Regions from separate parts of the Mus musculus genome. Here all the other regions are linked to region 1. A link is a contact called in public Hi-C and promoter capture Hi-C data. All regions are on one chromosome and are shown on one strand. Each heading gives the region's core, a stretch centred on a gene start, on an enhancer-like site or on the middle of the called end of the contact. The rest is flanking DNA. Distances are from core to core; before and after follow the strand shown. Region 1 holds the start of Nsmce3 (NSE3 homolog, SMC5-SMC6 complex component). Region 2 holds the start of Lrrc28 (leucine rich repeat containing 28). Region 3 holds the start of Mkrn3 (makorin, ring finger protein, 3). Region 4 holds the start of 1700112J16Rik (RIKEN cDNA 1700112J16 gene).

Evidence for each region. Promoter capture Hi-C pulls out the DNA fragments that hold promoters and counts their contacts. A called contact is a pair of places that touch in the nucleus more often than the background predicts.
Region 2: a contact with region 1 is called in a promoter capture Hi-C map of pre-B cells, with 2.6 times the contacts expected there. The contact joins the promoter of Lrrc28 here to the promoter of Nsmce3 in region 1.
Region 3: a promoter capture Hi-C map of the HPC-7 cell line shows a contact between it and region 1, with 4 times the contacts expected there. The contact joins the promoter of Mkrn3 here to the promoter of Nsmce3 in region 1. A contact is called at or near these places in 2 of 39 promoter capture datasets (the HPC-7 cell line and liver).
Region 4: a Hi-C map of CD4 T cells shows a contact between it and region 1, with 5 times the contacts expected there. The contact joins the promoter of 1700112J16Rik here to the promoter of Nsmce3 in region 1. A contact is called at or near these places in 1 of 39 promoter capture datasets (pre-B cells) and 1 of 484 Hi-C or Micro-C datasets (CD4 T cells).

Annotation. Positions count from the first base shown.
Region 1 is chr7:64,869,987-64,877,843 of GRCm38.p6, forward strand. Nsmce3 (NSE3 homolog, SMC5-SMC6 complex component) reads right to left here and starts at 3,054. Exons shown (of 1, transcript NM_023239.5): 1 at 1,696-3,054. The coding sequence starts at 2,932. The coding sequence ends at 2,093. All of the region lies in intron 2 of Fam189a1 (family with sequence similarity 189, member A1), which reads right to left.
Region 2 is chr7:67,640,406-67,648,262 of GRCm38.p6, forward strand. Lrrc28 (leucine rich repeat containing 28) reads right to left here and starts at 4,831. Exons shown (of 10, transcript NM_175124.5): 1 at 4,773-4,831; 2 at 699-935. The coding sequence starts at 866. Ttc23 (tetratricopeptide repeat domain 23) reads left to right here and starts at 7,005. Exons shown (of 11, transcript NM_001168475.1): 1 at 7,005-7,440.
Region 3 is chr7:62,415,931-62,423,787 of GRCm38.p6, forward strand. Mkrn3 (makorin, ring finger protein, 3) reads right to left here and starts at 4,223. Exons shown (of 1, transcript NM_011746.3): 1 at 1,663-4,223. The coding sequence starts at 4,111. The coding sequence ends at 2,477. It overlaps Gm32061 (predicted gene, 32061), which reads right to left and starts at 7,469. Exons shown (of 3, transcript NR_166566.1): 1 at 7,200-7,469.
Region 4 is chr7:67,217,392-67,225,248 of GRCm38.p6, forward strand. It overlaps 1700112J16Rik (RIKEN cDNA 1700112J16 gene), which reads right to left and starts at 5,067. Exons shown (of 3, transcript NR_131044.1): 1 at 4,853-5,067; 2 at 2,107-2,789. It overlaps Lysmd4 (LysM, putative peptidoglycan-binding, domain containing 4), which reads left to right and starts at 5,153. Exons shown (of 3, transcript NM_175215.4): 1 at 5,153-5,238; 2 at 6,218-6,500. The coding sequence starts at 6,228.

The sequences.
Region 1 (7,857 bases), core at 1,804-4,303:
GAATTAATCAGATTATGCATACATTAACTTCAATGTATACATGTAACTTCAAAGATACAGTAACGTCAAAAATAGCTGGTTAAAAAAAACGCTGTGCTGTGATAAAGGACACAAGGCAACTTATGTAAGCCATGAACGCCCACAAAAGAAAAACATATTCTCCGTGAACGTGCACATACATGTAAAGTTATATAATGGCATGATATGCAGTTCTGGAACCTGTCAAGAAAGATAAGAGTTTATCTAGCCTCTAATGTAGCACAGCATCTCCAACAAAATAGCTTGACAGTAAACTGTGAAGCCCTCGGAAAACCGGGATACCATTACTGTACCTGACAGTTCTGAGACAATGGGCACAGAGGACAACTTAAGCAGCACAGCACAACCGAAAGCTGACTCAGGTCAGGAGCCCATGGGCAGAAGGTAACTCATACACTAACCTAAAAAGTAACCAAGAAGGGGGACTCAAGGATAAACTAGTCCTTGCCTAAAAATTTCCAGATCTCCTCGTGCTGTTTAGTCAACTTGACATAAACTGGGGTCATCTGGAAAGAAAGACCCTCAATTGAGAACATGCTTCCACCAGGTGGAACACTTTCTTGATCGATTTTTGATGTGGGAGGGCCCAGTTCACTGTAGATAATGCTATCCCTGGGGCAAGTGGTCCTGAGCTGTTTAAGCAGGCTGGGCAAGCCAGTTAGCAGTGTTCCTTCATAGCCTCTACTTTATTTCCAGCCTCCAGGATTCCTCAGTGATGGACTACAACTGAAATAAAACCCTTACCTTCCAAGCTGCCTGTGGTCATGGTATGTCACAGCTGGAGAAAGCATCCTAGGACACTACTGCAACACAAGCCAACAGTCAGTAGCCCCTCTCGTCCCTTCAGACCTCGTAGCTACCACAGACTCCTCTAGTTGGCCTCTAGTTCAGGGCTGATTAAAGTCACCTGTCCTCACTGCCACCCTGTTTGTTCTTCTGATGACGAACTTGCAACTCTTCTCAGAACAACAGTACTTACTGCCTGTGCCCAGTGTTTGGCCAGATACTATGAAGAACTCCAAGGAATCTGTGAACTTGTTTCCTGACTCACCTATAGCAACATAAAGTGCCCCTCATCTTGTGGTAGCCTTGTTCACACTGGTCTGTCCGCACCAGACATCACCCTGAGTTCTTCTAAAGAACTATTCTTCCACACCAGGGCTTTGCTCAGCTTTATCTCGTTTCCTATTTATTCACCTTAAGGGCACACTTGATTCTACAGATACACAAGCTAAATTCTTCTGGTGGAACAGGATCTGCACTTGGGCAGTGTGGTTCCCAATCAGGCCTGGTTAATCGATACGACACGACACTGTTTTATAAACCGGAGACCTAACGATTTTTACAACTTGCTCTAATACACATTCACACACTTCTGCAACACCATTGACTTAGCTTATCATGGAAAAAAAAAAAAAGTCTGGAATCATGACATTTCCTTTTTAGCCGCAATTTCTAACAGGGAAACAATAATAATAATAATGGTGAACTGACTCAAAAGTATAGTATTTGTTATACTAGAAAAGAATCTTAAGTAGAACCCATAGGACAACAGAATTATGATTATGAATATAAAAATGCTAGAAAACACATCACATAGATTTCGTGGGACCACAAGTGCTCACACCCAACAGAATATGTATATTTAAAGCTGTGTTGACAAGAAGCTAAAACAATTTTATTTTCAATTTTAAAAAGACTTTTATTTTTCCCCAGGAACTAGTCATTAAGATAATAGCTACCCTGTTTCTTTATCGTCTAGAACATCAAAGCAATTTACCAAAGTGTTCCTTCTTGAATATGTTTGGCATCATACAATTTCATTTAGGTTTAGAAAGTTAGAAAACTCTTTATAAACAAAAAGACAATTAAATGAAAATTTAAAGCTCCAAACCATAATAATAATAATAAAAAAATCAAACAAAAAACCCTGCAACACATCCTAACGCTCCAAGGCCTTTATGCGTAGCAGAATCAAGCTTCCTCCGACCCCCATTCCCCCTGTTCTTTTATACTGGATCTCCAGAGTCCCTCAGACCATAACTCAAAGAGTTCAAGAGGATGTGGCTGGGGCACTAGCAGTTGCAGGTCTAGCCCTACTCTCCTCATCTGCCAAAGCCTCGCAGTATTGTGTGGGCCAGTCTTTGGGGTCCTGGTTATGGACTTTGGCCACAAACTTAAGAACTTTCATCTTGCTGGTTTCCAGGTTGGTTCGCGGGCCCCACTGTAATTCATAGTCCACAGGATCGGTGTGGGGTATCCTCCGGTACTCCAAGTAGCGCTGCCGCACAAAGTCTTCGGTAATGAGTTTCTTTGGGTCGCCAAAAATTAAGTGTTTCTTAGTGGGGTACACTCCGAGCCGTCGCAGGAAGTCCCAGACCTCAGTCTCGGTGATGGTGTTGCCTTTCATGAAGATAAGCCCCAGGACTATCATAAGCAGGCCCGAGATGGGGGTACCCTGATCGCCCCTCATCTCCGCATCCGCCTCCACCGGCTCCAGCATGTTGATGAGGATGTAGCTGTGGCTCTTGGGCTCCAGCTCCACCAGCTTGTACCCGAACACGTATTGCAGGCGCTCGGCGGCCAGCTTCAGAAGGTTGGGGTACACGTCCCGGTAGTCGCCCACCACGTGCTTCAGGATGTCCGTCCGCTTGATCGGGATCTTCTTCTGGTCCTTGATCAGCAGGAACTGCACCAGCTCGGCCACCTTCAGCTCCAGCTGCTTCTGAGTGCGCGGCCCCACGGTCGGGGCCGACAGGGAAGCGCGGGAGCCCTGGGAGGAGCCGCCCGCGGCGCGGGACGTGCTGGGTCCTTCCTCGCCAGCGCCTCCCCAGTCCCGCTCCGGGTCAGCCTGCGTGCTGGGCCGACCGCGGCCCCTCGGCTTCTGCAACATGTCCCCGGTCGGCGGAGAGCAGGCCGCGATCGGGAGCAGCAACCGCCAGAAGACTCCGCCGAGCGAGCGCGCCCCAGAGGCTGGGAGAGAAGCTGCGGCGCGCGCGTGACGTCACGTCGCCGGCGCGCTGCGTCCGGGAGGCGGAGCGATACGACTGGGAGCCAGCCTGCGGGGGCGGGGACTCTTCATAGCTACTGCGCATGCGGAGGGCCTCGGCGCTGGCAGCAGCTCCTCCTGGGCTTTATCCCCAGTTTTAATGAGAATTGAATGGTGTTTATGAGCTCATATAAATAGAAAACAAGAACCAAAACTTCTCGGCAAGTGTGCGGTTGAGTTCTAGGGCACACCTGTTTAGACACGTCTAATAGTTTTTGGTTAGTTTTTAAGCTACAAAGTTTGTCTATGGAACACAAAGGATAAATGTGTGCGGGTGGGAAAATAAAGGGAGAGGAGGAAAAGATCTGGAAAGTCAAGAAAAAAAAAAAAAGAGTTACCGGGCAGTGGTGGCGCACGCCTTTACTCCCAGCACTTGGGAGGCAGCGGCAGGCAGGTCTCTGGGTTCGAGGCCAGCCTGGTCTACAGAGTGAGTTCCGGTGCAGCTAGGGCTACACAGAAAAAACCTGTTTCGAACCCCCCCCCCCCCCCAAATAAAAAAAAGTGTTGACTTGTGCACCAAATGCGGGACATGACAGACTAGGGGACCCTGTCCCGGTATCTGTCCTTGGCAGAGTTCATTCCCACCTGGCCAGTTAATTTCTGTACAATCCCTTGAGTCTGTAAGGGAAGTTATTCTTAAAAGCAAGACTTCTGCAATTTTCAGGTTCACATTCTCTTCATTGAATTTCAGTTAGATGACCATGAGAAACCACGTAAGCACTGCCAATAACGTGACTTAGTTTGGTAATGTGGACTGACCTTTTGGAAGACATGTTTGGGAAAACTGCCGCGGACCCACATCCACAATTTTAGCAGAAACATGTTAGAGGAATGCTAACCCCAGAGGCACTTGCTCTCTCCAGAGATTACCATTTAATTTAGGTTACCAATGATTGGGAGTAGCAATAATGTGAATTTCTTAATTCTCTCTCTTAATATATAAGCTTTAAAATCTCAATAAGAAAGAGAAGAGCTATCATCCTTTATAATTTGTGGTGTGTGTGGCTTGTAGATGGTTTAAATTGTGCAACTCTAATAGACAAAATGAGTCATTTCATTAACTCAAACCATCAGCAGTCTGTTGCTATTACTGCTGTGGATCTCAGCAAATGGGTTTCTTCTCCATTTACTGACAACGGAACTGAGTTTTCCTCTCTCTTTTTTAAAGCTACCAAGAAAATAGGTAAACTATTCAGAGAACGAACTCAAATTGATTTCCTCCTTAATGCAAATATATTCAGAGGAAAGCAATTCAGATCACATTATTTGAATAATAACACCAAAACATGGCCTTATTAAAATTTCATTAAATGTAAGCAGCATAAAATTTTTGTTTATAATTCAATATGAAAATGCACTCTGATAATGGGACCTGCAATGCTAATATAAAATCCCACCCCATGTTGTGATTCAAGTGTTCTGAAATCTAGTGAGCTTTGAGCAGTAACTTTCTATTCCATACAGGGTCTACGAAGACATCATCAAAGGTTGGTCGCAATGGCAGAGGCTGCAACAGTTTGAATGTGTCCTTTAAAGCTTGCATGTTGGAAATGTAATCCCCCCACTGAAGAGGGCTTTGTCCTCATGAGTGAATGAATGCCATGTTCTCTGTAATGAGTTAAGATTAAATCAATTTTGCCATTGTACTCTCTAAACCTCTCACGACACAGTGATGCTCCACAGATGTGGTACCTGGCCCCTAGTCCTCCCACCCTTCAGAGTCACGAGTGGAGGACAATTCTCCTATTTCCAGTTTACTCACTCTGTGCATTATTTTACAGCAACACAAAATGGACCGAGACCAACTAAATAAAACACAGCATCATGACACTCTTCCATTCATCTGCTTCAGTTTCCCTGCATACTGAATTCTGTATTTAAGTTCATCAAAGCCTCCTGCGATCTAAAAAATCTGCAAAAAGGTCCCTCCAGAAGGATCAGTTGTGCCTTGAGCCAAACAATTTCAGCAGCCAAGAGATAAGAGAGAAAAGGAAAATAAGATGAGAGCTGCTGTCAGCCATCAGGCTGCGTTTCAGTATTTTCTGTGTTAATTTCTTCACAGAGAACCATGCGACTCCAGAAGCTAGGCTAGCACCCAAGACTAGAAACCACAGCATCTTTTAGCAGCACCCCCCACACAGACAGCAGATGATCATGACTCAAAACACAGGAAGAAGGATACAGTTTTAAATCTCAAAACACCTTTCTCCATGCCATCCAGGATGCAGACGAGAAAACACAGGCACAGAATGATGTTATTAAAATGGAGGTTAGAAGTTGCAATGAGAAGGTCACCCAGACCCTGCATCCTACTTCCAACCGACAATGGAAACTATGAAGTCCTAACACGGAAGGTGGCAAAGGCAAGAGTCAATGCCTTTGCAAAGGTAACTGCAAACACTGCCTCTTCAGCCTCACACCAACCCTGTGGGGCCTGTTGGTCTATTACTTTCATTCATGGAGAAACAGATAGGTAGAACGTAGACAAGGTGACCCTGAAGAATATAACTTTGGCCTCAGGGAATCTAGACTACAATTCTGGAAAAGCTACCCACACTCCAAATTTCAGCTTCCAGACCAACAATCTGAAACCAAGGAATTCCGAATTCAAAGAATTAGCTGGGATTTGTTTGCTAAGGACCTAGCACAGGGGCTGGCAGGGTGCTTAGGTACTGTTAGTTTCTGTTTAGGGGTTGACTTTCTTAGGGTCCTGGTCGGGCTGCAGAATTAAATTCATGAGGCAGTTTTAAAATTTAGTTTGGTTTTTGCAGTCCTGGGGGTCAAATCTGGGGCCTCTCATACATTGGGCAAATGTGCTACTATTGTGCTATGCCCACAGCCCAGGAGACAGATTAATTAAATAAATGTATACACCTTTAGTCCAAGTGGAAGGAGACACAGTCCCTTTTTTAAAATAACAAAACCAAGTTTCAAAGAAGACTGCGGGGAAGTGGTGGTGCACACCTTTAATCCCAGCACTTGGGAGGCAGAGGCAGGCGGATTTCTGAGTTTGAGGCCAGCCTGGTCTACAGAGTGAGTTCCAGAACAGCCAGGGCTACACAGAGAAACCCTGTCTCAAAAAAAAAAAAAAAAAAAAAAAAAAGGGAAAAGAAAAAAAGGAGAAGAAGAAGAAGAAGAAGAAGAAGAAGAAGAAGAAGAAGAAGAAGTAGTAGTAGTAGTAGTCATCGCAAGACCTAGGTGCTTTTGTATTTGAACAAAGAGAGGTAATTGTGGAAAGGTAACTAAATTATATGGGAAGGCTAAAGGAGAGTAATTATAAGAAGAAGCTGACTATGACCTCTTGGCCAGGACCCGGTAATGTTTCCTTTCTCTGGCTGTGGGCAGGGACCTTGCACTTGAAAGTTTTTATCTCCTGTTTTCAAAGGAAGAGAGGAGCTAGGCTGCCCTTCTCACAGCTGCTGTTTTTCAAGTGCTTTAGCTCGAAGTAATCCTTATGCCAAAGTGACATATTCTGGGTGGCATATTCTGCTACCTAGCACTAGAAAGATGTTCATCTCAGGGGAGCACATGCACATATAAAAATCAGGGAAAGGTCAGGAAGGAATATATAGACATGACTATGCCATTAAGGCTGTGTGCTCTGAAAAATAAGAAGGTTGATTTTTATTGTTGGTTAGAAGATAAATGAAAACCATCTCCTTGGTGAAGCCTCACTTCGCAGTGTCATAATGCTCTGCCCGTTAGGAGGTTCAGATTTTCAGTAAATCCGATGCCATTGGAATATGGCAAGTGCAACTTTCTGTGGAAGCCTTGGAGTCATGGAGATAAATGACTAAAGCAGAAAAGAAATGTTCAAATGCTTGTGTAGATGACCTTTCTGCGTTTATCGCCAGACCCCAAAAGGAGGGAAAATAAAAATTCTTTGAGGCAAACCCCACACTATCTAAGATTTCACAGGCACCGAGCAAGGCTACACAGAACTCCTTACATTTCTCTAAGTAATTAAATGCGTTCTCCCATCTCCTTGGCAGCAGGTGCCTGCCAGCAAGCTCTAATCATCTATATTATCTACTAGGGGCTACTCCTCATTCACTGATGTTTCTTGTTGAAGCAGAACACGATTTTAAGTCCTCTAACAGCAACGCAGTGCTAAAAGCAGGTGAGGACCTTTTGGGAAGAAAAGGGATAATCAAAGCATGCGGCTAGCATGCACAAACAGCTTCCCCGCCTTTTCTGTGTGGCAGGCATGCGATGGAGTTGAGGCACAAATACTGGTTTTGGTGCTAGGTAACAATGGCCACCATGAAGATTCAGTGAAGTGCTTCATGTCCGCTCATTGTTTACTCGTAAAAACCATGTCTACCTATCCCTAACAAAGGCCCTCCAGATTGGACCGCATGGTGGACCGCATAGAACATTTTGTCCCTCATAAAGGTTGATCAAGCCTAACAGAGCTTCCCTTGACTAGGAAAGGGGTGGGCTGATGAGACAGTGCCTTGCTAGTACAGCAGCCACTTGGCACAGAGCCTCTTATTAAACTCTCTTCTCAAGAAACAGAAAGTACACAGTGACCAAGGGCCCTGATGAAAACCATTAAGGTGTATTGAATTATGATCATACAAGGTCTCAAGCAGGAATAGGACTTGATTTGCTTGCTTGGTTTCTTCCTCCCACTGCATTTTTTTTCCCTTTAGAAATTGCTTCTTCCACCTCTAGGAGACCTTGATCCTACTCCTTCCATTGTTGGTTCACATGATTTGTGCCAGGCACAGTAATTATGCCATTCAGCCAGCATCTGACAGGAGGGG
Region 2 (7,857 bases), core at 3,581-6,080, 2.8 Mb after region 1:
TGAAATTCCAACCAGGTAAATGATAACCACAAAAGGCCACAAAGTCACTTAAGATGGGGACATTTATAATAAGCAGTGGGAATAAATTCCAGTGAGAACACTCTCTTCTCAAACTGAAATGGTTTATTTTACATAGAACAGGCTATAATGACAAGCTTGTGCTCTTAGAACAAAGTGAATCAAATGTTGCTTCAGCAGCCAACTTTGGTGGGGACCAAACCGTATGACACCTCCATGCAAGGTCCCCGATTTTCAACTAGGAAATCCTAAAGAAGGTTCTGTTTTGTTAATACCCAAAGGCTTTCTTAAACTTCGCAAATATCTACTAATACTTTGATCATCAAATCATTCTCTTTTTACTGCCTACAGCTCGGGCAGACTTGTTGGCCTTCTCCTTATGTATTTTTGACCCAGGCCACTTTAACACACAGCAGAAGCACAGACCCTGAGAGACGTGCTTGCTGACTGAAGACGGACTAATCTTCTCAGTGGTATACCAGAATAAGGTCACTTTCCTGCATATCCGTTCTGTAGCCTAACTGGATGAACTCCAGTAATGAATGTGCAAATACCGAGAGCCCCCCTGAACGTCTCCACTGCTGCATCTGTAACTCCTTGATCTAAATAGCATGGATGCACGAAACATATCTCCATCAGGACCACATTTATAAATGGTATTAATGCCCTCTAATACCTACCAAGGTTGTGAGGGAGTTCCTTTTCATATAGAGCCTCTCCAGGTGCTGCAGCCCCTCATCCTTCAGCAACTCCAGTGGAAAATGGTGCAGATTCCTGTAATTTAAGAACAAATTCTTGTGCTTTTCAAGCCTGGCCACAGAGATCGTCTTACAGATTTCGGATGCCATGACTGAACATGTCCAACCGGAAGTGCTGTCGCACTACATCTTGTCAAAACTGGTCCATTTGGTCCAATTCTACAAAGAGGACAAAAAAAAAAGTCATTAGAATTTCTTACAAGCAGTGCATGTAAACCTGTAATCCTACAGAGCTAGGAGACAACAGTGTGTGTGTGCATGTGTATGTACATATATATATATATGTGTGTGTATATATATATATATGTATATATATATACACGCACATACACATATATGTATTTTCTACCACCTTTTGTGACGACTAAAATTTATGCACATATTTAGGACATTAAAATAATAGAGAAGTCTGATTAAGCAGTATTTACTACTTAATAGAAATAGACCTTACTGGGTAAAAACTCTTTTGGATTTAACATAGGACTCTTTATTCGAACAGAGATCAATTTCTGGCTTTGTGTTTTTAAAGACAGGTTTCTCATGTACCCAAGGGTAGCCTAGAACTTGCTATGGAGCCAAGGAAGGCTCTAAACTCCTGATCCTGTCTCTGCCTCCAAGAGTGCTAGGATTCCAGTTGTAAGTCACACCTCTTTGTTTCTGCAGCACTGAGATCAAACCCAAGGCTCAGAGCATGCTCAGAAAGCTCTCTAACATCTGCTCCGCATCCCCAGAGCCCAGAGACAAATTGCACAGCATGACCAAAGAAAGAGGTGTTAAAAAATACAGCAGGCCCCATTTTCATCTTGAGCTGCTTCATTTTGTATTTTACTTACCTCGAACATTCAAACATATATTTTTCCACTTATGTCACTAGCAGCTCAATTCCCTAACTTCCTACTATCTAAATATTGTCAAATATTCCACATTTTCATTTCTTTTATCTTTTTTAGTCTTTTCTTTACAGCTTTGCAGATAATCAGAAATAGCAAAGAAAGTGGTCAAAAGTCACCAGTCCAAAATACTGCACTGGGAACAGGAACCCTCTATGATTCCATTATAAATCTTTGGGCCTCAGGTAACTCATGTAACATAGCAGTTAATATGTTGGTTAAATTGACAACGAAGCTACATCTGACATCTTCCTAGGCATAGATGGACAAGCTTCACTGTTAACACATGAGGACAGACAAACTTCTTTAGTAACACGTGAGGAAACAGATTCAGGGCTTCCAGAACTTGTCAAAGGTGGAATGGTTCCTAAGGAATTCAAAACAAAGATCTGACCCAGGCCTCGTGTGGGTTCTTAACCATGAAGCACAAGGTTTCAGAAAACATTAAGGACATGAAAGTACACAACAACAAAATTGCTCAAAAAGTCAATCTTTTTTCTAGACATCCCTTCTAGTTTTTTATTGAGAAAAAGTAAAGAGCAATTTCAATTATTTTATTCATTTCAAGACAATAATTCTCAATGAACAGTCATATGAAGGCTTTCAATGAACAGGATTTTATAACTTTGGGGTTAATTTTTATCATTTTCAAAGTCATTTCTTAGCTCAGATGTCAGCAGCTGCCATTTTACTTAAGAGTATTCTATGGAGTGTTCAGTTAACAGCCCCAGATCAACCTAAGAATCTAATACTTCCCCATACTTGTTCCAGCTACTTCCTTCCTCACTTTATTGCCAGGCATCTTTACTTTATTTTATTTTGGTTTTTCGAGACAGGGTTTCTCTGTATAGCCCTGGCTGTCCTGGAACTCACTTTGTAGACCAGGCTGGCCTCGAACTCAGAAATCCGCCTGCCTCTGCCTCCTGAGTGCTGGGATTAAAGGTGTGCGCCACCACGCCCGGCTACCAGGGGTCTTTATATAAAGTGAAGGGAACTATAGCACTGGCTATACTGGTCCCATCAATGCTTTTGTATGGAGACAAAGCCAGAACAATTACTCCAGAAGGGTAATTAATGCACTGAGTACGGGGAGTGGTTTAGATGTCTTACAGCATCCCCAATGTCATACAACTATGCACTGAGTAAGCGGGAGTGGTTCTTTGATGTCTTACGGCATGGCCAATGTCATACCTTCCCAACAGCTGTCAGAGCTCATCACCAGGTTTTCCTGTCTCAGCAAATGTGGGGGAAGCACCCTTCTAGCCACACAGCAGCGCAGCTGGGAGTCAGAAAAGGATAACCTCCTGTCCATCACAGTTTCTTCAATCAAGGCCAGGGTCTCTCTTTCCAAATACATCTCAGTTCCAGCCATCTCTCTCCAGCTGCCCAACCCATAAGCCACCGCCATCTCCTGCCTTGGCTAGCTGTGCCCCTGGCCTCCACATGTCCACTTGCATCACTCCCTACGTATCAATCACAGCAATGGGCCTCTGAAAACACACTCATAATTGCACCTCTTCCTCTCAGGTACGTCTTACTAAACAAATCCTTTAGCAACTCCTTATTGAGAAAAGCAAAGCCTTACAAAGCTTCCTTGACCATCGGGCCCAACCTGCCTGTCCAGCTTCCTCTGTGGCATTCACCAAGTTCCTGACCTCTCTTAATCCCGGGAGCTACCAAACTTCTCCAAGAAGTTGCTGCTCTCCTCTTAGGCTGGAAATGCCTCTCTCGTCTTGCAGGTTTCAACATTAAACTCACCTCCCTATCCCAAACTATTTATTTCCTTGGCTCTCTCTCAGAGCAAGCCAGTTGTTCAGTTTTTACTATTTGTTTTATATTATATGTCTATAGATCTAGATAGATATGCACACCTGTTTACGGACAATTTAGATGAGAGTCTGTAAAACCCTAAATCCAGAGGAATGTTAGTTTCTTCATTTCTGCATGCCTGCATAATACAGTTTCTAAAATACTTTTAGCTTTCAAACAGCTAATAAGTGGATGAAATCAGAGTAACTGTTCCAAGGTTGATTTTTTTTAATCTACCCATTGAGATCACTCACAGACAATTTAAACTCGCTGTCATAAATATCTTATTCTTCACAGCCAAGCAGCACAGCAGACATTAATCCACTTTACAGATGAGGTACTTTGCTACAACCGAAATGCAGGTGGTCCTAACTCCAAAGTCTGGGCACCACCTTTCCTATAACGCAGCCTTTTACAATTATAAAATGTAGCCATTGTGTCATTCTTATAAAACAGCCAAAGATTACACACAAGAAAGTTTCCCTTTTGCAAACTAAAAAACCATATTCAAAATCTTCACTCCCTGTAGCCAGATGGCTCTCTCTGAATGTTCCACCTGGCACCGGTTACTTCAAAAGCATCATTAGGCTCTGCTGAAATGCATCTTCGTACAAACTCGGAAATTACGTGTATGCAAATGAAATCCAAAAGCTTCCAAAGATGAACGTACTCTTGGCTTCCCAATATGCACTCACTGGCAATACAGCCTTTTTAAGTTCTCCTGGCCCTTTCAAAACGTCACCCCCTGCCCACGGTTACTGTAAATAATGTAACGGGTATTGACTAGATACATTTGCTCCTTCAGTTTTCTGAAAGTCCAACACCAGTCTTCTCAGGAGAAACACAATAATCTCTCAAGTATATCCCCATTTTAAGTACAGGTATTTTAAAGAGTAGCCCATAACTGACTTCCCAGTACTTAATTTGACGGAATACACAAGCCGGCTCTCTAACACTGGAGATCAGAGACAAACTGCATACTACAAACATCTGTAAAAGGCTGTTTTCTCCAGGAGAAAAACTACCAGACGTCTTGGTTTTGCCCGAGTTAGTTCGAGTCTAAAGGTCGTAAGAATTCGGAAGCAGGGAGCCCAGGGGCAGGGACTCAGATGATGATACCGGGATACTCTGGTACCAGGGGCCATGGAGGACACGGCAGCGGTGGGGATCCAAGGCCGGACAACCCACTGTTCCTCTCCCAGAGGCCCAGGCGCTTCTGTGGCGACGGGGATGAAGCGTCCCCACGGGGAGTCGAGCCAGCGGCTTCGACCTGTGAGCCTGGAGACCGGACACTCACCTCGGCGCCCGCTGACCGGCACTCAGCGGCTCAGGCTGCGCTGGTAGGCAGTCTAAAAACACAGGGAGGGCGGGGCTACGGGGCGGAGCCTGCGGAGAGGCGGGCCTGGCTAACTGGAGTAGGGTTCGGGGAAGAAGGGGGCCAGGGCAACGAAACCTCGCGATAGTTCGCCTCAGTTCTCGCTGTCCTACAATAGGCGGGATGAGAGAGTCATTTTCAGAACCAGACGCTTATTGGCTGAGAGCGCGACTTCCTCTAGCGTCCTGGCTTCCGGCTCCGGCTTGGAGCTGGGTGTTCAGAAAGTGGGTGTACTGCGTTAGCGTTTAGGTGGGTTGTTTAGATGGCGCCAGCCTCAGCGTCTCCAGTCAGTTCTTTTAGTCACACATTCATTCCGCTGCCAACAGTCAAACTCGACGTCGAGCGATTAAATCCCTGGCATCGCCCTGTGTAGCCTTGCATCTGTTCGATCAGCCATTCCGGCTACTGTTCCACCGCCAGTCTGACTTAAACAGAAGCCGTCGGGCTTAGGTAACGCAAGTCAATGGAGTCAACAAGCAGAACTTAAGCACCGGATTTAATGTCTCCGAACGCTCACTGATCGCTGCCGAAGGTGGTGTCTACCTTTAGACAAGCGTGGCGCAGGCATGGTGCTGCACGCCTGAATCCCAGTGATCTGAAAGTGGAGACAGGAGTAAAGGCCAGCCTCAGCTACGTGAAGGCACTGCCTCGTAAATAAAAATTTAAAAAGAAACAGGCCCTAGTGTGAGAAATAACTGAGGACAATCACAATTTGGTGAAATAACCTGGCAGTTCCTGTATGGCTAAGTAGACGGTCGATGAATACCTTAAGACTAAAAACCCGATTGTTCTGATGCAGCAAGCCTCTGCTACTCTAAGGCTGAGGCTGTAGGTGAAACCAATCACAAGTATTTCAAAAAGAAAGGGTGCAGGTGCGTAGCTCAGTAGAGGCACTCAGGTCAAGCCCCAGTACCAGGGAAGAAAAGTGAACATTTTTTTAAATGCAGTGCACAGAGATGCAACAACTTTCGATCTTTAAAATTTCCTCTAAGACTTAACTCTATTGTTTGACGAAACCCATTATGTACATGAGGTGTCTCAAATCCATCCCCCGCCCCCCATTAGGACTTACCCTTTGGGGGTTGGAGAGATGGCCCAGGGGTTAAGAGCACTGACTCCTCTTTCAGAGGTCCTCAGTTCAATTTCCAGCAACCACATGGTGTCTCGCAACCATCTAATTAATCTGATGGACTCGGATGCCTTCTTCTGGGTTGTCTGAAGAGAGAGACAGTGTATGCACATACATAAAATAAATACATCTTTTTAAAAACAAACAGAAAACCTTATTCTTTGTCCTTTAAAAAAAATTGATGAGCTTTTGATCAGTCCTGGCTCGACAAAACAAAAACAAAAGGATGTTTGTTAATTTGCATAGGGGCTTCTTGTTAGGCATCCTTATTTTAACTATCCAGCCATCTATCTAATTATCTGTAAGTAAAAATAATATGACACTACAGGTAACTAAAGAATGCTGAGCTCAGGAGAAATAGTATTCCCCCAGGAAAAGCACATCAACTGATTAACCAATACCAAATGGCCAGCCCTGAAAACTCTCTCTCTCTCAACTAACAACAACAATTAAAGAAAAAAGAGGCCATGAATATGAAAGAGAGCAAAGGAGGGCTACATGGGAGGCTTGGTCAGAAGGGAAGAAAAGGGAAGCGATGTAATTATGATTTCAATATACATGTATATATAATACTAATAATTGGAGTTCACAAGAAAAGGAATAATAGAAAACATTTCTGGAGTCAGCTTCTTAGTTTTTGTCTTAATTTTGCACATTGAGGTCCAAATTTTGCTCATGAAAAGTGAATCATGTTAAAATAGCTTTTACTCCCTCTCCAAATTGATGTTAAAATTCCTATATTGATAGTATGACCACTGTTAGAAATTTAGTTGTTTTGCGGAAGATCAATTTACATATTTAAAAAATAAGACTCTAAATGGATTTTTTAAAATATTTATTTATTTATTTATTTATTTATTTATTTATTTTACAATCTCTGGCAACTTTTAACTTCAACAAGTCAGCGATACCACTTTAAGAAAATTCCAAGGAAAAGGCTGCCCCTGATCTAAAATTCCCACCTCTGGCTTCCAGGGATTGGATTACAAAGTTTGACAAACTTCTCTTCTCCACTCCCTATTGGTGAAGAAGCTATCATTCTTTCTTTGGCCTGGAGTTTTGTTAAGTACCGGGTTGCTTTATGGAAAAATGCTGGGTTTTTTTTAGGACGAAACTGCTCTGTTTAGACTTGTCTGTGGTTATCAGGCTGTAGAATCCTTAACTTGATACAGAGGGAGCCAAATTGGCAACTCAGATTTTCAAGAGAACTGTGAAAAGGAAAAGGACTCTCTCTCCATGGGACCGCTAAACTCACAAAGGATTTTACGACAAAGTTGCAGATACTGAGCCTTAAGGAAACTTTCCAGGTGTTTTGTTTTGCTAGTTTTAAAGGAACGTCCAAAGAAAACCAGAGGAAACACCTGGTGCTGAGCGTGGCTGGAGGGAGAGGCATCAGAGCTCTTTTGTCTTTAGAATGAAGGTGGAAATGCAATTCCCAGGTTATCAGTGGAATTTTGTAAGGTAAGTAAAATTAATTGTGGATCATATTTTGCGTCAAAAAAAGTTGTGCTTTGCCGTTATTTGTTGCTTTAATGTGGATTTAGACATTTCATATTTTTGGTTTTTTTAATCAAATGGATAGTTGGGTCTGTGCATTGTAACAGACCTAATATGCAAGCCATCTGCTTAGAGAAGAAAAATTACAGTTGACTTTGAACTCAAATTGGGCAAATATTTGTAAAGTTGAAAATTAAGGAGTGGATTTGCCTATGACCAAGCAAAACCTAATTTTGTGTATGCTATATCAGAATCAGCAAGTGGATAAATTCTCCCAAAAAGAAATCCAGTATTCATGTTCTCAGAGGTACTTTAATTAATATTAAAATATAAAGTTCGGGAATATATTAGAACTGTTTCTTATATTGTCACACTTAATTT
Region 3 (7,857 bases), core at 2,973-5,472, 2.5 Mb before region 1:
TCCTACTAAACAGTTAACACTATACCCATTTCTCCTATGCATAAACTAAGGTAAAGAACACAAGTACTCACCTAGGTGGCATGCCTGGTAAGGATGTGAATCAGGACTCTATTATCCTGTAATCTGCCTTCCATGCTATTTTTCTACTAGCTTTAAAACCATTATAACTCATGAAATCTGAATTCCTATTTTAATATACTTGTTGAATAAAAGTGTCATTTCATGAGGTTCTGTAGTGTACACTAGGAGTTTCCAGAGATTAAGGCTCACAACAAAAACCCACCCTATTTAGCCACTATGAAAACTCCTTTGAGTCCTGTCAGCAGTCCTTAAAAGTGCCCCATCTGGTCTCATTCTTTGGTTGGCTTATCTGACCCACCCCCAACTTCCACCCCATGGGAAAATAGTCAACTGTCCACAGCCTCCTGACTGATCCATTATTTGGAATCAAGGACAAAGCACTATGGCATATCCCACTGTGAACAATGGACTACAAAGCACTGAGCCTGGCAATTCATAGATAAAAGCTCCAAAACTCCCCATTTTCTGGAACCTTGTTCATGCCCTGCTGCATCTGGGTGAGCATCCATGCTTAAAAGCTGCATACTAAATTCATATGCCTTTTCTGAGCTTTAATATGTAGGGAAGAGGCAGTAGAATAATCTACTCTCAAGCGCTCTGTAAATGTACTAATTGTACCTCATTCCTGTGGCCAGTACCTTTTCTACCTCATTTACTTCATTACACGTGGAAAATGATAAGTCCCATGCAAGGTAGTTCTGACAAACAAGTACTTCAATGTATGTTTTGTAACTAAATATAAATTGTGCAATTATGTTGGCTTTGTTTCATAATTGGCACATGGTGTACACCAGAGAACTAAGACACATTTTTTGGCAATTTCAGTCAAGGAAAACACATTGTGTTCTATACAATTCTGAGGTTTAAATCTGCACTGTTCAGTGAAACAAAAGTTTTTCTATTCACTTACTAAACGATGTGGTAATACTCTCTACTACACACGTGAACTGTGCCATTTCTATATTCACTTGCTTGTGTCAAAGTAAATGGGTAGACAAAATGAAGTTATATATTCCAGATCAAGTAAAATTTAATGATTTTACACTTCTCTTCTCCAGGAATGTTTAGTAGAAAATTGAACTATCATACTTACAGTACAGTCACTGTACAGTTACTCCCCTCAAACTCCTGATTTTGTATTTTAATTGTGCATTTTAGGTAGAATGTATTTTCACTTTAAGTATCCCTTGATAAGTAAATGGCTTTTACATCAAATTAGGGCTTATTCGTACTAGAAGTTTCCAAAATGATTCTGTTTAACATTTTAAAATTCCTATGCCTCACTTTATTTCCATTCTCATATTTACTTATTACGATTTTCTTTCATTATTGTACAATTTTTATTTTGAAAACCTTTTTTCAAAAGTTCTTTGCTTATAAATTATACAATAACCAGATTTTTAAGATATTAAAAACAAACAACTCTATGTTTAAGTTCAGGAATTGTCTCTGTCAAGAAAAATGAGATGGTAACTTCATGTGAGGCACTGTTTCATTATTATAACACCAGGAAGCTGTTAATGGTATTGTAGGAATTTTCGAAGTCATGTTTTGTAAATCCATTAAAAAAAGAGTCAGATCCACACTTAGCAGTCATTTTTATTAGATGCTAATCACTGACATCAGTGCAGGGGCAGATTATCCACACAATTCACATACAGCCCACACACTTGGACTTTAACACTGGGCTTTCAGTTCTGCATTTATTTCAATACTTCAAACATATATATTATGGTGTATATTTATTTCCAGTTTTTTTCAAATACATCTTTGTATACATATACGCATATATATCATTCTTAAATATATATTTCCAAATATAAATAATTTCACATCAAGCCAAACAGGATAAAAACATGTAAACATATGCACCTCATTTTGGTCAAGTAAAACAGAACCACAAAGTAACCACAAGTTAACAAGTGCACTTGAAAGAGAAGGGAAGAAACAAACATGTAAACAAACACAGACAGCAGCTGCAAGGTCCTGTAAGGGTCCATTTTTTTTAAGGCTATATAGCAAAAAGCTCATAATTCAGTTAAAGACTTTTGTCACCTTGTCACATTTACTCTTAAGGGACTTCACAATGAGAAACTGTAAACACTAGACTAGAAGTGATTGAATCCTGTTGGAAAAAAGACATCACAAGTCATCAGTTGACAGAAATATTAATTCCACCAAACAATACTTATAAGATTTCTTGTTATTTTGTAACACAGAGAAACATCACAATCCTAGCAAGAAGAAATAGGAAATAGAGAAGAAAACAGCAATACTGCATAAAGATTGCCTCAGTAGCCTTTGAAAGCGATAGGGTTTTTCAGTCAATAAAGGGGAATAAGCAACAGCAGACAACAGAGCTTTAGCAGACCAGACCACATGCCACAGCGTGATACTACAGATTCAAACTGAAATATTCTTCCAGCTGGTACTGAAGCAAGAGCCAACGGTCATCAGAGAAGGAAGAACTGCCTCTCAGGCAAAGCAACTTCTTAAGCAACTGATTGGCCAGGCGAAGCACAGAATGCTCTTTTTTACGGCTTTTAAACAGCACGTTTCCCTCTCGCAACTGCACAGGCTCCAAAACTTGATGCCAGTATGCGCTTGATGATCCACCACCATCTGGTCTTGGAGGCTGATCTCTCCAGCCCTCGGGGTATTCATGCTTGTAAAAACAGAATTCTCCAAATGGGCAGTGACCTAGGCCTCCAGCAAAATACCTGCACGCTTTCTGGCTCATCCCCTCCTTATACTGCTGAACAAGTTTCTCCTTCTCCTCTTCCTCCTCCACCCAAAACTCACTAGGAATGACAAAGCCAGAGGAGACCCTGCACTGTGGGCAGGACTTACTGATCCTGTTCTCAAACTGTGTGGCACTTCTCCACCTGCGGATACACCTAAGACAGTAGGTGTGGTTGCAGCTGAAAAGAATGCCAAAGCGGCGGTCGCTGGGGTCAGCTTTCTCATAGACCACCTCCATGCAGATGCCACACACTTTGTCCATGCTGCGCTGCACAGCAAAAGAGAGTTCCATATCTCTCTCGTGTGCTTCAACGCAGGCCCTTCTATGAGCTTCCTGCTGAGCTGCATCCCAAGGGTGCAAGGCCTGCTGCCCGCACATGTCGCATATTTCTCCATGGGGGTATGCACACCTGTCCCCACGGAGGCATTGTCCCCGGGCAGCATAGCGGCAAAGCGGCAGCGGCATTGGCACTGGCATTGGCACTGGCATTGGCATTGGCACTGGCATCGGCATCCCCATGCCCATAGCCATATGCTCTCTCTCAATTGCCGGGCTCTGCAGAGGAGCCTCGGGACCATGCGGGGGGACCATGCGACCTCGGTAAGGCTGTCCAGGAACAAATTCAATTGCCCCCTCCCAGCCTTCTGCACCCGCTCCCGCTGCAGCACCTGCTGCAAGGCTTGCATTGTCAATCTCGGCTTCAGAGAAGCCCCTTTCAGCAGCTGAGCGAATGCCTGCATTGTCAATCTCAGCTTCAGTGAAGCCCCTTTCAGCAGCCGAGCCAATCAGAGGCAAGGAGCTTGAGGATGCAGCAGGGGGGGCTTCCGCCACTTCCTGAGTCGGGGGCTCCCAGCGAGTGGCCATCTTGGGTCCTCTGTCTGCAGAGGCCCGAGGCTGAGCATCTTGCCCCCCCCTAGATCTCCGCCGCCCAGAAAGGTCGTGAGAGTAGCGACAGTTATCGCCCTCCTTGCACTGCCCATGCAGATAATACCTGCAGAGGATTTGCTTCGTCCAGCTGCCACTGTTGCGCTCCGGACCAGACCGGGCCCCGCCCCCTTCGGCTGGCGCTGGCCTCAAACTCGCCGCGCGCCGGATCGCTGGGCCTGGAGTCACCAGGAGCGGTGCCAGACCCGATGCCTGCTGCAGAGGGGCCGAGCTGACTCCCGCAGAAGCTCCAGCAGCCTCAAACTGAGGAGGGGGGGGAACAGACACACCCTCCCCCCCTTCAGCACCTGCCTCGGCGCCGGCGGCCGCGTGGGCCTCAATGGGAGCTGTAGACTCTTCCATCTTACAGCGTGCCTCTAACACTGTCCAAAAACCCGAATATTATATCTTTTTTGTGCTTGAATTGCGGAGCTGGAGATGGCTCGACCAGCTTCTTCTCGGAGCGAAGTGCATCGATTTTTGTCTTCCCACCTGCTCCCCGTTCCCTGGAAACTTTAGTTCCTACCTGTTTACAGGCAGGCGGACACTTCCGGTTGTAACACCATTCCTAGGGCTTCACCGGAAGTTGCTTCCGCCATGTTTTTCGCGTGCCTGTTTCTGCTTGAGACACTGGGATGGGCTTCTGCCGGCTTTCTAAGTGCGACTCTGAACCCCCCAATCCCCGTTTCCACAGTGTTTCCCCTCAAGGTTGATGTTTTAAACTCTCCAGGTTTCAGTTGTATACATTGCAGTTTATTTGTGTGTGTGTGTTAAGAAAACGCTACACACATTGCCTTTACCGTCTGCTGCTTGAACATAAAACATTTCACTCACATTAAAAATTATTTTTCAGTTTCTTCTGTCGTTTGTTTATAGGCTACTAATTTTTAAGATCGGACAGTGTCCCTGCCAAAGCGTTTCTCCTTCAATGCTTGTAGATCTGACAGGATTCTTTGGGTCTTTTTTTCCCTTGAAGGGTTAATTTGCGTGCACTTTAATTAGGAGGGAATCCCCTGCCCCGAGGCTACTCAGAGCCTTTCACTTTCCTGCCTTTGTTACATTCTCCCGGACCCCCAACAATGTAGAAGCCTGGACTTTGCCCAACCCTGATGAAGACTTAATAAGGCAAGGTCTGAGAATGACCCAGGCTTTAACTTTTCTCTGTTGGTTGGATTCGGAGACCCTTTGTTCCCTGCCTTCCTTTTCATCCCATTCTGCTCTACAGAGCTTTTCATAATACCAGCTCCTCTTTGCACCCCAAAGTGTCTCATTTCCATTTCTGCACTGAGCCAGTTCTTTTTCTTTTTCTTTTCATTTTGCAGATATATACTATTGGGCTAATAATTTTATATGTAGTTCTACACTGCTACATGTACTTACTACAGTGGCATACTAAATTTTATAGTATAGTTTTACGTGGGTTTTTATTTTTAGTAATAATCATGCTTTCTTCCTTTCCTCACCCACTAACTTGAATTAGCAATGCTTCAAATATTTTATTTACTATTTAAAAAAATGAAATTATGCTCAGAAAAATAATTTTATTGGAAGGAGTCTCACAACCTAAGGTTAAAAAACTCTGAAAGCATATGATATAATCATCCAACTCAAAATATAAGTCTCAACTAAATAAATCCAACAACGATAAAACAAGATAAGAGGAACATAATCAAACAATATAGATAAGGGGGGATGAAGTCAAAGTAAACATGAAATAAGAACAATAGAATAGGCAAAATTTTTCTTGTGTAACTTATGAAGGAAAATAATAAAAGGCTCAGATCTCCAGCATCACATACTTCAAAAGAACTGACATTAAGTAATAAGAAACCTCAAAACAATGAGATGTTTTTAGTGCCACTAATTTATAAAAGACCTAAGTAAGAACTAGCAGATGAGAGTGGGGAAAAGATTTGAATATGAAACTTGAAACTTTCATTAAATGGTCATAAATAGATAGATAGATAGATAGATAGATAGATAGATAGATTAGTAAAAATATCAGAAACAAAAATAAAGATCTATTAGGTATGTTCTACATATGCTTAAGAAAATTTTGATATGAGGTATTTTAAAATGTGGACTCTGAAATGAACATAAAGGTTGAAAAGCTTATATTGTTTTAAAGTGCCCACTTGTACAATAGAGGGAAAAAAGCAAAAGAAAAGAAAAGGAATAAGACTTGTTAGAAGCAGAAAGTAATTAGTTCATTAACAGGCAAAAATGCTATTTGTATATAGAAAACTCATCTGCTTTGTATGCATATTTATCAAGTTTGATGTCCAAAAATTCAATAAGAAAAGAACAATTTGTGTCTCATGTATACAGGGATAAATGATACTTAAACATTTGAAGTGGATTGAATTTGTGGCAATTAAGGTTTTTTATTCTGTGAACTTCATTGTAATCAACTGAAACTCATTTTTACTTAAACATAATAGGTGCTCCATGATCAACATGCAATATTTTTGAAGGAAAACTTGTTTGATCATCATTCTTTCAGTTTTCATTGTGAACTAAGGAACTTTTGGTTGTCGATTTCTCCTTCACATAGTCATTATGATGTTTTTATTTGTATGATAGCTTTGACAAAGTTCAAAGAGACATTTGAACTGTCTAGAATATGCTTTCTCTTTGGGCTTAACACCCTGACTGATTTTTAAAGACAAAAAAGCTTAGAGTATAATTCCTAGCCTTACATACCAAACTACCTACCATTCATAAATGAAAGAATTTTGAATATTTGTAGATCTCAAACTTATTTGATCAATGGTGATTTATTATGAGCACTCCATATAAATTACACTGAACCTTTTTTTTTTATACAGTATCCAAAACCTCTGTGAAAAATGAAAGGTTTGTTTTTAAGCTTAGTGGCCTCCTTTGGCTTTTGAAGAATTGAAATGTAGCTCAATATGACTAAGACTTCAGTTTTAATTTTAAATTATAGTGATAATTCAGACAGCCACCTTATACTAACACTGACTATATTAAACAGTTAACTTCAGTGTTGACTCTGACCACAGTGTCTCCTCAAACTTTAAAAACTGAGAACTGAGAAAAATGTTTCTAATATTCTCAAGGCTTTGCTGCTAGGATTGGATGATAAGTGATTTTGAATCTCTATCTGTTTGGCTGCCTGCCCTGGGTAGTTGTGTTCTCTACCTCATAGTGACTATACTTATAAACCTGGTATTCAGTAATACTATATTACGAATTAACATCCCCTACTACTTTAAAAATTCCACAGTAGACCAATAACTGCATATACTGGTTAGGGTGCGTTGAGAGAAACAGACAGCTATTTTATATATTGTCCAATGTAGAAGACTCAGAGTGTTCTCTCTAATGATCGAAACCATATTATTTTCTTTCCCTTCTGTGTATCCCCCATCCCTTCTTTCTTTTTACTTTCAGCTTTGATATATTGACACAATTTTTGGAAACATACCTTTGATTGATTCTTCAGTTACTTGATGCAGAAGAACTTCCTTTTTCTCAGCAAAATCCAGGAGATCTTAGGGCTTGAGACCTCAATGAAGGGTCTCCCAATGTCCAGCAATAGAGGATGCAAGTAGAGCCAGGAGAAGCACAGTTCTAAAGCAGACTGTGTAAAGTACCATGTTGCCATGGTACAGACTCACAGGGGCAAAGGTGGAGGTTGAAGGCACTGCACAAGAGAGGGAAAATGTGGACAGCTTGACAAATAGCTCCAGAGACTGGAGACTGGACGGTGGGGCTGTATAGAAAAAGCAGCTGGTGTTATGTCTTTCTTTTCAAGCCGCAGGGCTGCTAAGCCTACCCCCACACGTTCAACATGTCCACAGTTAAAACGAACACAATAGTCCCAAAGCAAGTTCTTTCACTACTGCTGTGCTTCCCAACTACTGTTTTAGCAGTACTGGACAGGCAGCTGGGGACAGGGATTAAATGTCTACATAAGCCTATGGTTTCATGTCCTCCAGTAGCTAACAGGCATGCTTGCTTGTGTCATAAGTGTTAATTTTACATTTGTATGATGTTTGATCAGCAACAGGACTATTAATTCCTTTTGTTTGTAGAATCTATATCTGATGGCCCTGAGTGAATTACTGAAACAGTTGTGCATA
Region 4 (7,857 bases), core at 3,817-6,316, 2.3 Mb after region 1:
GCTGCCTGGCCTGACTCCCTCCTGACTGAAATAAGCCTATCTCTATCAGTTAAACAAGGCCCTTTAGAGAAGAGGCCTCAGTCAGGGAAGTCCCTGGATACTGGATTTCAGCTCCAGCAGGGGGGGCTCAGAGCAGGGCCATCCCGTAGAATATGCACCAAGATGTGTTTATATTTCCTAGTAGCCACAGGGGAAAAAAAAGGTGGAATTCATTTCAACAGTATTTTCTGTAACTAATTACATCTCATAAATGGCACTTAAGTTATACAGAATAACACTTAAGCGTATAGCACTTAAGTTATACAGAGAGCACTTAGTCTATTTCTCTATACTGACTACTTAAAGCCTAGGTGAGCGTAGGGTGAAGGCTCAGCTGGTAAGGGCTCTTCCCTCCAAACCCAATGAATTGAGCTTAACTCCTAGAGAGGGCACATGGTAGAGAGAACACTCAAGCAAGCTGTTCTCTGACCTCCTCACATGCACTGTGACACACACACACACACACACACACACTAAACAAAAGTATTAATTTAAAAAAACTCTTGTTTGAAGTTTGTACTTAGAGTGTTCCTCAGTCTGAGCAGGCCTCATTCAAAGCTTCAGTGGTCCTGTGTGGGGAGTGAGACAGTGGACTTGTGTGGGGAGTAGCTGCCTTGCAGGGGTGAGACAGTGGACTTGTGTGGGGAGTAGCTGCCGTGCCGGGGTGAGAATTTTTGACAGGATGGCTGCCTCCACAACACCCATTTCACCATAAGCAGCCAGCAAACTCACCACTCAAGTAGAGCATATAGTCTTTTTTAAAATTATGGTTCCGTGTATAGCGTGCTCACCTAGCGTGCCTGAGGCCCTGGGTTTGATCCCCAGCACCCATAAAACTACACTTGGTGGCTCATACCTGTAATTCTATTACACTATTGGTAGAAGCAGGAGGGTCGAGAGTTCAAGGTTAACTTCAGCTATGTGGTGAGTTTGAAACTAGCTTGAGAGCAGTGATGAGTCCATCCTCGCTCCTCCCTTCCGCCACATGGTCCATTTGTACCTTGTTACTATAGAATGTTTGTTACTATAGAATACTGCCATGAGGGCATTTATACAGGGCAGAGATGTTTCTTACCATCCTGGAGGTGGAGGAGTCTGACAGCAAGGTGCCAGGAGGCTTTGTTGTCTGCTTGGGGAAGGCTTCTCTGCTTCAAAGATGGCGTGTGTTTCTGGGGTTGGAGGTCAAGAAGAGCTGGGTTTTCTCTCAGCCCCAAGTGGAAAGGAAAGCAAGCAATCTGACGGCCACCAAGCTTCCTTTAGTTATCCCCAACATACTTTTTTTTTTTTTAATTATTTGAGAATTTTATACAGTGCACCCTGATCACACTTGCTTTCCATTCTTTCCAGGTTCACCCTCTCACTCTGGCACTCTCCCTCCAAAAGAACCACAAAACAACAACAACAACAACAACAACAACAACACAACAACAACAACAACAACAACAACAACCCAAGTCAAATTTGTGTTGCCCATATACGCATTGGAGCATTGTCAAACTCCCAGTGGCCAGCCCCTGAAAGAAAGCTGAGTTCTCCCACCCGGGCCAGACACCATCAACTGTGAACAGCATCTTATCACAATTTTGGGGGTGGAGTGAGTTTGGTGGGTTTCTCTGTGTAACAGCCCTGGCTGTCCTGGAATTCATGCTATAGACCAGGCTGACCTTGAACTCACAAAGATCTGACTGCCTCTCCCTCTTGAGTGCTGGGATTAAAGGCTTGTGACACCACACCTGCCTCTCTTGATCACAGATTTTAAGGTCTCTCTTCAACAGCTTACTGTCTGGACTGTTTATCTGGTGGGTGGGTGGGGGCTTCTTAAGTGAGGGCTTTAATCCTGTTACTGTGTAATACAAACTCCTGTATCTTAGAAGCCCCTAGCACTAACATGCAGCTCTGTCTCTGAGCTCATATACTCCAAGATCTCATGCAAATGGAATCATAGTATATTTGCCCTTTTCTAATTGGCTTTACTTCTCTCAACACAACGTCCTCAGGAGACATACATGCTATAGTGTGCATCGGGAGTTTCTCTCATTTCAGGGTTAAGTAATATTCCACGTATACCTGTCACATTTGCTGTATCCATGCACCTGTTGATCGGTGCCTTCTGGGCTGGGCCCAACCTTTTAGTGCCCGTGAGAACTGTGTCATGCGCATTTGGCATACAGACCTGCTTTCCATCCTCTCTGTTATGTGCCTAGAAGTGGGCTGAATCATCCAAGTCTATGTTTAATTATTTGAGGACTTCACACCCCTTTTAACTCAAGCTTACTGAGAAGTATTTAAATCCTTAAGTTCATCTTCTTTGAGTACCATGAAACAAGCTTTGACCAGTATTACAGCTTAGACCATGGCTGTTCTTTCCACAAAGTTCTTTGAGACGCTTTGCAAACAAATCCCATTCTGTGTTTCCATCTCTGACAACCGCGGGTCTGATTTCTGTTTCTATTCTCCTGCCAACCCCACGATGTCATTTAAGGAGTTTCTTTCCCTTGGCATTGTGCTTCTGAGATGTGCTTAGGCCACATTCATCATGGGCTACTTTTCATTCTGAGGGACAGTTTCTGAGGGAAAATTATCACCATCAACTTTGCCATTCATGGATTGAGTTGGTTGATTATGAATAGCCCACGAGTGTCTCTTCCTGTTCTGGTCTTCATGTCTTGGGTAAACACCAACAGAGGAATTAGCATGGCCATCTTTTCAGAGCCCCGGGTCTTTGCAGCATTCCCATGGAGCACTGATATCTTGAGGAAATAAAAAAAAATTGGATCTTGCTTAGATTTAATGGATCTGAGCGGAACAAGGGATCAGAAGGCTGTCCGGTGCCCCTTCTTGAGAAACTTGGGAGTAGACAGGGCCCTGGAGGTGTTGAATTAAGCCTTCCGAACCTGGATATAAATCCCAGATGCTGGGGCTCAGGTCAAAGGTTAGCCAGAGAAAGTTGAAGGACTGGAAAAATGGGGTGAGGGGAGACCCTGGCAATGAGGTCAACAAAGTGGGGGTGTCAAACCCCACCTTAAGAACCTTTAAATGACCACCCACAGCATACAGACAAGAATGTGGGTATGGCTCTGGGAAAACCCAGCTATTCTAAAGTAAGGACCTTCAGTCAGCCCTGACTTGCAGCAGGCAGAGAGTGAGTGGCCAAAAGAAACCTTTTGATGGCCCGTGGGAAACCTCTAAAACAGTCCAACCCAGAAGGCACCGCACTCCCCAAGGATGTCTGAAGGGATGTGACTCCAGTTGACATCCACTTAACACAGCTCACCCTGTCCAACAGGTTCCTGTCTCCAGGAACTTCCCCATCCTCAGCCCTGAGGATGACTGTGATATAAATGAATTCAAGGAGGATTAAAGGTCACCTGACAAACTTGTCGCTGTGTAGAATAAGGCTGGGCACTCTAGACGTTCCTGTTAGGGCCCAGGCTCCATCAGTTTCAGCTGCTTTGACAAAGTGCCTCAGACTCATTCCCACAGTTCCATAAAAGGAAAACCAAGTCAAGGTGGAGGCGTGGTGTAGGTCTGGGGGGGCTGGGGCTGCCATCTAGGCACACACCTCACACTGCTGTCTTCACACTTGAGTATTCTCCTCTATAGACTGGGATCTGATATAATCCCTGCTAGTCTGAAGACCAAATGTTGCTGGGATGATCCCTGGTGAGTGTTCAGCACACACAGCTCATGAGGTAAGAGGGGAAAGCTGGCTACAATGAGAAGCATAAACATTCATTTTCCACGAAAGGAATTCATATTCAGGCTTGCCATAGACTGACTTGTGTCCCCTTTCCTTCCTGTTGAAACCCTACCCTCTGAAGTGAGCTTTTAAGGTGGAGCCTTAAAGAGGGGACTGGGTCAGTGCCCTTGTGAAGGGCTTGGCTTAGACTCTTTAAAAGAAATAAAAAATTAAAAGACAAAACTTTCGACATTCCATGGCAGTTCTGCTTAGCCCTGGAGTTCAGAGCCATATTCAGAAAGCTAAATAGTTGGCCCCTGCTACCTTGCATCCTCTATCCCAGGAGAAGGCTGGACTTGGGAGGGGACAACATGTTTGACAAGGGTTGAAGGATATCCGAGTGGATACCTCTGGTGATGGGGTGGGTCTCCACTAACTTGGGATCAGATCAGTGGACCTGTTCATGTGGCTGGGCACCTGGCCCACTCTGATAGGTGGGACATAGCGTTCATACTTCTCAGGCAGCCTCATCCAAGCCTGTAAACTGTCACAAACCACAAATACCTCAGTGGGAAACACATGTGCTGGGTATATTAGCGAGGCTCACCTCCTGGGTTGGGGGGCAAAGTAAACAAATGTTTAAACAGATGTTTAAAGCCAGAAAGAAGAGTCCTGTGGCTAGCAGAGAGGGCCATGACCTGGTGCTTTCCTGGCCTTAGACATTTAGAGTAAGACTTTTAGTTTTATTCTAAATCATAGGAAGAATTTCTGGGCTCTTGTTTCAATGTTGATTCCCAGACAGGCTTAGCACCTTGGTTCAGCGGCCAGCCATCTGCATTCTTTGGTGTAATGCCTGCCCACGACACTTAGTTTCTTCCTTATTCATTGGATGAGTCTTACTCCATTAAGGATTTTAATCTTGGTTACAAAACAATGCCACAGGTTCTCCGCCCTTTTCCAAATAGCAGGGACGCTCTGGCTGGCCAGATGATACATATTCTCCTTTATCCAATTCTGGTCTGTGTTGTCAGGGCAACATTTCACATCCCTGGACTTCTGTTTATCTCTGGGCAGGGGCTGGCAACCATTCGGCCCCTCAAAGGATACTGGGTCGAAGATTCAGGTTGAGGCTACCTGGGTCAGGCCTCTCGAGTGGCGCACCGCCGTACTGGGTACGCTCCTGGCCACGGATCAGGACGCACATGGGTCAAAGGTCTCTCCTGCCGGGAAGAAGACCGAGGCTTAGCAGAAAGCTGTGGCCACCGAGGAGGCCAAGATACCTGGCTCAGAAGGGGAAACCGGGAACAGCTGGGATAAATGACATAGGAGCACAAGTCCAGGGTCCACGCTGGAGCCCCGCCCATCAGGGCCCGCCCTCATTCTGACCTCTCAGCACCTCCCGGCTCTGCCAGGGCCCGCCCTCCTCTGAAGTCATTGGTTGGCTCTTAGTCCCCGCCCCCGGAAGACCTGCTTTTTGCAGCCAATCGGCGGGCGCGGTGGCGGTGAAGCCTGGGAGCGAGGTACCCGAACCTGGAGCAGGGTCTGCTGGGTTGACTTGGGGGGCCAGGGCTTCTGGCCCTGTCACTGTGGGCTCAGTGGAGGGCTGCCAATCCAGGGCCAGTGCCTGTGTCCACAGAGGGCTGGTGCCGGCTTGCGGGAGTGGCAGGATGTGTATTCTTTGGAAAGTTGGGGCCGGGCCTGTTTAGGCCCAGGGGCGGGGACGTCTGAAATTTGTTTTGTCTCCTGCTTAATGACAGCCCACCTGTCATTGGAGGGAAACTGAGGCCTCTTTTGGCCGCCCCGGGTGCCAGGGGCTCAGAATTTGAGACCAGAGGGAGATACCTGAGGTTGGCTGTTCCCTTAAAGGGCCATGCAGAAGGGACCGCCAGGAATGCCTGGAGTCTCATTCCAGCCATTTGGAAGGGAAAGGTTGGTTGTGGCTCTGGCGTTTGACTCCAGGTGGCAATAAGGGGACCGTGGGGGTGAAATGAGTCCAGAATGACTGTGAGAAACGGACAAATTGAAATTTGATAGGTTTTTCCATTGCTCATCAATTAGGTCACGTCAGCCAGGGTCAAAATAAGAGAACTATGGTTGTTCCCAGCTTCTGTCCTTTCCCCTGAAGACACCTTGGGATGCCTAATGAGGTTTTTGTCCAAAGATTCTAAGTGTAAGATTCTCAGTGTCAGAGAGCTGAGAACAGTTGTCACCTCACACAGTGCTGAGACACAGTGGTTTCTTCTGTGGGCTAGGGGAAGCACAGCTGGGGGTGGGGAAGAAGGGTGGGGAATCTTTTTTGCACACAGTAAGCACTTAGGGAAAGTATGATCTTATTCTGTGTCAGTATCAGGTGGACAGGTGTGAGGATGTCCTTCTGTCCTGATGCTGTTTGTTTGATATTGGCAATATTAGGAAGTTACTAACGAGACAGTCCTCTTTAGGAAGCCAGAGGAAAATGAATAGCATTTGTGTGGAATTAACTCCAGGTCTGATTTTCAGTTAAGAGAAAATGAGGCAGAAGGAAGTGTTAGCCAAGAGCTTCCAAGGTCCAGCTGCTGTCTGCAGGACTCCAAACAGCCACGTTTACATGTTCAACAATGGCAGCGGGGACTCTGGGGACTCCTCTGAGGAAGAGTCACATCAGGTGGTGTTACGACCCCGGGGCAAGGAGCACCAGAAGAACAGCAGCCAACGGCCAGGAGCAGGCACCATGGTTCTGCTGCAGCGGGAGCTGGCTCAGGAAGACAGCCTCAACAAGCTGGCTCTCCAGTATGGCTGCAAAGTAAGCTGACCTCAGTCCCTCTGCCCTCCAGGGTTGAGAGAGGCACGGGGGGGGGGGAGGGGGTCCACTATAGGCGGGGGTCACTATAGGACCTTCCTGACCCCCATAGGCGACTAGAGTCCTCCCTAGCCAGGGCTGGAAGCTGGTGGAGGTACCCTTCATTCAGAACTCTGGGCTCAGGAAGGGTCAGTTAGTTGGGCACCTCAGTTCAGGGTGTGCTTGTCCTGTGTCCTCCACAGGGACACTATGAAACAGTGTGGCCTCTGAGCACACTGGATTTAAGGTCTTAGGGCTGGAGATGGTAGGCGGAGTCCACACGTTTCTGTGGCATGCTTCTCTCACTACTTGTATTTTCTGACCTTTGCTTGCCAGTAGCTAATCTGACTAGTAGAGTTTTCTCTCTTCTCCCTAGTAGAACTGCATGGTCTGGCCCCTGTGCTGTGCGTTTGTATAACCTTATCTTTCTCTTTAATTATGTTTTTAGCACTCAGAGTGATTAACAGTGGCAAAGTAAGTTGGAAAGCGTTTCTGGAATCGCTCTTTTCTCCCGCATTGAAACAGTCTGTTTCCCGCTGTTGACTCCATGCTATATACATGCTATATACATGCTGTATACATGCTATATACATGCTATATAGTACATGCTATAATCATGCTATATACTGGCAGAAGCTTTCACCAAGCTTGCATCAGCTACACAATTAAAAAACAAACAAACAACTTTACCTCCTAAAAATTGTCTGTGGTTTATCTAAAAAGATCCAAATGAGCAAAAAGACTGTGTGGGTGTGGGAGTCTTTCCCAAATAGAGGCTCGTCTCCAGGGACACATAGCATCTTAACATTGCACTGGCCTTTGCATTTGGGTGTTATAATCTGCTTCTCTAGGCATAACATATGCTTTATAGACCATGGACAAAAAACAAACAAACAAACAAAAAACCTTCCCAACAAAGTCTTGAAAGATAGACTTACTGTTCATGTCATGTCAGAATGACAGTCCCTAAGAAACCCAGAGTGGGTATTTAGTGTCTCCAGTAAGTAGTCCAGTTCCTATGGGAGGAGAATACATGTGCTGTTCATGTAGTACACAAAGAATGGAAGCTGTCAAGCTCCTCCTGTTTGTTGGTTTCAGAGCAAGAGAGAAGCGTCCTATAAGCCGGTTGAGTAAGACTCTAAAGTGGCTGCTGAGTAAAGCGATCGCACACACGATGGACTTGCACCGTCAGCTCCGTGGGCCGTACTTACACTTAGAGAAGTTTTTCCCAAGTAGCGTGAGGGGAATTTAAAATTTGGCTTCCCATTCCTCCTTTTCTGTTAGAAGTTTTGTGTTACTTGATAAAAATCCACAGTCACAG